Linked DNA regions of Pan troglodytes: region 1 is linked to region 2. A link is a contact called in public HiChIP or PLAC-seq data. All regions are on one chromosome and are shown on one strand. The core of a region is the stretch at or near the end of the contact, and the rest is flanking DNA. Distances in the headings are between cores, read along the strand shown. Region 1 holds the start of PCED1A (PC-esterase domain containing 1A). Region 2 holds the start of IDH3B (isocitrate dehydrogenase (NAD(+)) 3 non-catalytic subunit beta).

Region 1 (2,700 bases), core at 79-2,578, 140 kb after region 2:
CGACAGACAGAAGACCATGCCGCCACCAGCAACGACAGGCTGCAGGGAGAGGCCACTAAGCAGCGCGATGGTGGGGACTCTGGGCAGGTCAGCCTCAGGGCTAGCCCCTCCGGGGCTGCTCAATGCTAAAGGGAGGAGGTGACGGCAGCAGAGCCATGGCGGCGCCAGCCTTGGTCACACTTGGTACCAGAGGCAGGGGGTCGTCCAGCCAGCAGGCCTCCAGGGCACTGGGGAGCTTCCCGCGCGGCGCCGCCCTGCGCCTCGCCACGTGCCCGCCGCCGTCCCGCGCATGCGCGCACCCGCTCGCGCCAATTACCAAGTCCCGGGGCTCCGCGGTATTCACCCGCGACCCGGGTATGCCTGCGCACCGCGCGCCTGGCCCGCAGCGGGCTCCTAGCCAAGCCTCATGTTCCCGCGCCCCAGTCGGCCAGTCGGTTCTGCAAAGCTCCCGCCCCGCAGAGACCGTGGGTCCAGGTTAGCCGTCGGTGCACAGCCCAGCGCCCAGCGCTCTCCATGCGAGCGTCGCGGTGGCCCCGACGGCGCCTCAGGCCTCGGCGCCTCGGGCTGCGACGCTCACAGCTTCCACTTCCGTTCACCCATGTCCCGCCCTGAGCGACCCCCAGTGCCCGAAGGGAAAGCAAGGCGATCGAGGTGGCCGCCACAGGGCGCAGGAGCCAGGGCTGGGCCCACTTGGCGGGCGCGAAGCCCAGGTACGGGCTGGGGCCTCGGGGCGGCAGCCAAGTGAGGCTGCCCACAGTGGTGATGGCCGCGGCGGCGGCCTCGCCACGTGACCCGGACGGGCGGAAGCGGAAGTGCCGGCCTGGAGCCCGCTCTAGGTGGGTGTCCCCTCGGTGCTTCCCAGCTCCCGTCTGCACCAGCCATGGATTGCTACACGGCGAACTGGAACCCACTCGGGGACTCTGCCTTTTACCGGTGAGCTGCCCCGCTCTCCCGCCCACGGCCTGGCTTACCCTGCTCGCCCGCCGGCTGGAGTCTCCCGGCGGCGTTCGCCCCCGTCACTACTGGCGCTGGGGTCCGCCCCGCGCCGGCTTTCCCCGAGCGTCTGCCACTTAGCGCACTGCCGCCTTTGGGCAGGGAGCCGGGCCTTCCCCTGCTCCAGAAAAGGAAACTGAGGCAAGCACAGTGGTCACCCCGAAGCCCAGGTCTGTTAGCCTCCGGAAAGATGCTCAGATCTCGCTGAGGGAGGCAGCTCGCGGGTGACAGCGAGTGCCCAGTCTCCTGCCGGAAAGTGCTGCTGAAGTCAGACCACAGGGGCGCTCCGAGGGGGGCGGGATCGCACGGCGGGCGGGGTAACAGTGCTGACCAAGGCTGGGAAAAGGGGGCGAGTCGTCCGTGAATCCCGGAACAGCGGAAGTGGGAACCCCTGGGTTAGGGCAGCCCGCCCATGGGAGTTGTAGAGTCCTAAACCACGGATTTTTCTAAAGTGTAAACCCGTTACATCGTTACCCAGATTAGGATTTTCCCATAGCTTCCCTAATAGGAAAAACTACGAACTTCTCGTGGAACGTCTATCTGTAAGGCAGCCCGTTTGTCTCTCCAACCTCATCTACCGCTCTCCTACCCAAATCTTGCGTTCCAGCTGCGCAGAATTACAAGGCCCTAACCAGTCTGCAGTTTCTGTGGATACTGCCATTTCTCTCTTTATCTCACTGAAGAATTTTGCGCATCCTTCAGGACTTAGTAGTTCAAGGGTTCTTTCTGGAACTGTGCCTGATTCTCCCCCAGTAGAATCCTGTGGGCCTCACTGGGCCCAGTGCTAGGGTCTGTTAGGTATGGCCTATTTGTATATTTAGGCGACATTTGTATAGGTTTCTTCTGCTAAACCAGGCTCCTTCAGGGCTGAAAGCATTTTTTTTTTTTTTTTTTGACAGAGTCTTCCTCTGTTGCCCAGGCTGGAGTGCAGGGGCACTCGGCTCACTGCAACCTCCGCCTCCCGGGTTCAAGGGATTCTCCTGCCTCAACCTCCCGAGTGGCTGAGACTGCAGGCCCCTGTCACCACGCCCGGCTAATTTTTGTATTTTTTGCTAGAGGTGGGGTTTCACCATGGTGGCCAGGCTGGTCTTGAACTTCTGACCTTAAGCAATCTATCCACCTTGGCCTCCCAAAGTACTGGGATTACAGGCGTGAACCACTGAGCCCGGCCAAAAGCATGTTTCTTGCTTCTCTTTATCACCAGTGCATATTTAGAACAGTGCTTGCTATGTAATAATTGCCCGTTAAAGTTTTTAAAAAATATTTTACTGGGCCGAGCTTTGTGGCATGTTCCTATAGTCCCAGGTACTGGAGAGGCTGAGTTAGGAGGATCACTGGAGCCCAGAAGTTTGAGGGTATAGGGACCGATGATAGAACCTGTGAATAACCACTGCACTCCAGCCTGGGCAACATAGCATACTCCCTCTGAAAAATTAAAAATATTATTTTAGGCCAGGCGCAGTGGCTCATGCCTGTAATCCCAGCACTTTGGGAGGCCAAGGTGGGCGAATCACCTGAGGCCAGGAGTTTGAGACCAGCCTAACCAACATGGTCAAACCCTGTCTCTACAAAAATTAGCCGGGCATAATGGCAGGTGCTTGTAATCCCAGCTACTTGGGAGGCTGAGGCAGGAGAATCGCTTGAACCTGGGAGGCGGAGGTTGCAGTGAGCCGAGATAGCGTCATTGCATTCTAGTCCAGGCAACAG
Region 2 (2,700 bases), core at 193-2,692:
CGCCAGTGGCGAGACATTGATTTAAACCAAGTAACTTGAACTCAGGTTTGCTCCCAATGTACTTGGAATTTAACTGCGCTGAGCTTTTACTTATTTATTTCAAGTACTCTATAGTAGTTCTGAGCCCCTGCCTCCCGTGTTGCTGGGACTAGAGGCACATGCCACTGCACCCGGATAATTTTTGTTTTCTTTGTATTGTTTTTGTTTCATTTTGTTTGATTTTTTTCAGTAGAAGCGGGTTTTTGCCATGTTGGCTGGGCTGGTCTCGATCTCCTGGCCTCAAATGATCCACCCGCCTTGGCCTCCCAAAGTGCTGGGGTTACAGGGGTGAGCCACCGCGCCTGGCCCTCCCCAGCAATTTGAAAATGAATTTGATCTTGCCCCACCGGTAAATATATATATATGTGTATATATAATATTTCAAAATTGTTGCCATTGCCTATGAGTAGCTAAGGGGCAGCCATCAGGGATAGTGTTGGGTGCTGCTGCAGTTTAAGGTTCGAGACTGCAGGGAACAGGCGTGCTCTGCAAAATAGCAGGGAGTGGGCATAGCTTGCTGCACTGGGAAAACGGTTCCCTTCCTCTTCCTCAATGGGCATTGAGACCGGGTGTCTTTGAAGTGGTTTGTGATTGGCAGGTGTGTGAACAACCAGGACCAATGATCCCAGAGCCTGGGGATAGGAGCGCGACTCTCCTGCCAAAGGGTCCACCACGATGGCTCCTATTGTTTTATTATTCAAGATTGAATAACTCAGCCTAGATGTGGGATGGGATGGATCCTAAGGCAATACTGATGCTTGTGGTGTGGGGTTTTCTTGAAGCAATCAAAGAGGCCTCAGGAATCAACAGCGAGGAAGGCCCAGAGCTGGCGCATACCTACCAGACCACCTTCTCGGACGGCCCTTGTCATTCTGGATTTCTTCATGGAACTATGAGAATTGCCATAATTAATGCGCGCTTTAGTTTTTGTATTCCTCCTTTAATTTTAATTACCATCGGGGACTTGACAGGAAGTGGATCCAAGTGCCGGCATCACACTCTGGGGCCTCCAGGGGGCGCTATGGCCCAACACACAGCGTGGCCAAGCGCGCCTCAGCCTAACTCACCACTTCCTATCTGTTTTATATGGTTTGCACCCGCTTAAGGCGGCGGAGGCGTGGGGGAGTTCTGCTGATGTAAAAAAACCCATTGTTTTATGACTAGACCTACAGAAAAAATGTCCAAACTCCTTAGCATGGCATGTTAGGCACCAGCATGACCCTCCCGGTGCTGGGTGCTAAAACCTCCACCTTGAAGGAAGTGCAGCAAACCCATTCATTCCGCTCTGCTAGTCCTTACACAAGCTGCTCCCGGGCCCCTCCTCACCTTCAGGCTCAGGCCCTTTTTCTGTGCTTGTCCCAGGACTTGCTCCGCTTCTGTAACAGCCCAGGTCACTCCAGAGTGACACTGAGCATTCATGAGTCTCCTGCCACCTGACTGTGAGCTCATAAGGGCGCCACCTGGGTTTCATTATCTGCTCACTCTCTAGCACTGGCCACTCACAAAAAAGCCCTTCTCGTGGACATGAGCACAATGAAAGGGTAGAATGAGACCCAAGGCTCTGGCCTAAGGGTTTGTGGTGAGCCCCTGCCAGAAAAGAGTGGCATTCTCTGCAGGCGTGCACCAAGCTTCCTCTGTCATCACCACCCCTGTAGCTCTCTGTGGCCACAGTTGCAGCACTTCGCCCCACCCCACCCACCAAATTCCTTTCTCATGGAGAAGATGCAGCAGTTGGAACGGGAAAATATACAAAGGAACTAAGATAAATAATGCATGGCCGGCACAGTGGCTCACACCTATAATCCCAGCACTTTGGGAGGCCAAGGCATGAGGATCACTTGAGGCCAAGAGTTCGAGACCAGCCTGGGCAACATAGCAAGACCTCTGTCTCAAAAAAAACATTATATTAGCCAGGCATGGTGGTGCACACCTGCAATCCCAGCTACTTGAGAGGCTAAGGAGGGAGGACTTGAGCCCAGGAGTTTGAGGATGCAGTGAGCTATTATCGCGCGACTGCACTCCAGCCTGGGTGACAGAGTGAGACCCTGACTCTAAAAAAAAAATAAATAAAAGGTTAAAAAATAAGATAACTAATGCAAAATAAAAGCACACAGAGGGTTCCAAGAAACAACAGACTTTCACCTGGATCTAAAGCAGAGACACTCACCTCCGACCCCCAAGTGCTGCCCCAGAACTGCTCATTGACCTTCCTCCCTTCATCACCCCTTGGTTCAGCAGCTCTAACCCAGGAGCACTTCTCTGGGGCTGCAGGCTCTGGGAAGCCTCAAACACCATCCTGGCTGGTTTTCTGTTCCATGTGGTTAGGATAGAACAGAAACCCACGCAAGTTGGGAGTCTGCCCCAGCTATGACTGAGCCTTAACTCAGTGCCACTTTCCTGGGCTGACTGATTCCACCTTCTGCGCAGGTTAATTCTGAGCATCTATCCCCCAATCTATCTTGGGGACAACCTTCCAGAATGAAAAGCACTCCAACCAAATCACTTCAACCATCACAAAAAGGAATGCTGCAAAGTGAGGGCATTCTGGCAGGAAGGGCCAGCCAGCATGAAGGCTGGAGCTGGGAGACAGGGAGCTGGGTTTGGGAAACGGTGTGATCTCCCATGCTGGATAAGCAAGAAACTCACACAGCAAGGGAGTGG

Evidence for each region. HiChIP or PLAC-seq counts read pairs in DNA pulled down with a chosen protein or histone mark.
Region 1: a contact with region 2 is called in an H3K4me3 HiChIP or PLAC-seq map of stem cell-derived excitatory neurons, with 5 times the contacts expected there. The contact joins the promoter of PCED1A here to the promoter of IDH3B in region 2. A contact is called at or near these places in 2 of 7 Hi-C or Micro-C datasets (blood and stem cell-derived neural progenitor cells), 1 of 1 datasets of contacts at active chromatin or transcription factors (stem cell-derived excitatory neurons) and 1 of 1 other capture datasets (stem cell-derived neural stem cells).

What each region holds. Positions count from the first base shown.
Region 1 is chr21:9,454,799-9,457,498 of NHGRI_mPanTro3-v2.0_pri, forward strand. It overlaps PCED1A (PC-esterase domain containing 1A), which reads right to left and starts at 1,329. Exons shown (of 8, transcript XM_009436715.4): 1 at 972-1,329; 2 at 1-39. The coding sequence starts at 18. It overlaps VPS16 (VPS16 core subunit of CORVET and HOPS complexes), which reads left to right and starts at 784. Exons shown (of 24, transcript XM_009436712.4): 1 at 784-933. The coding sequence starts at 881.
Region 2 is chr21:9,319,668-9,322,367 of NHGRI_mPanTro3-v2.0_pri, forward strand. IDH3B (isocitrate dehydrogenase (NAD(+)) 3 non-catalytic subunit beta) reads right to left here and starts at 1,443. Exons shown (of 13, transcript XM_063803246.1): 1 at 1,366-1,443.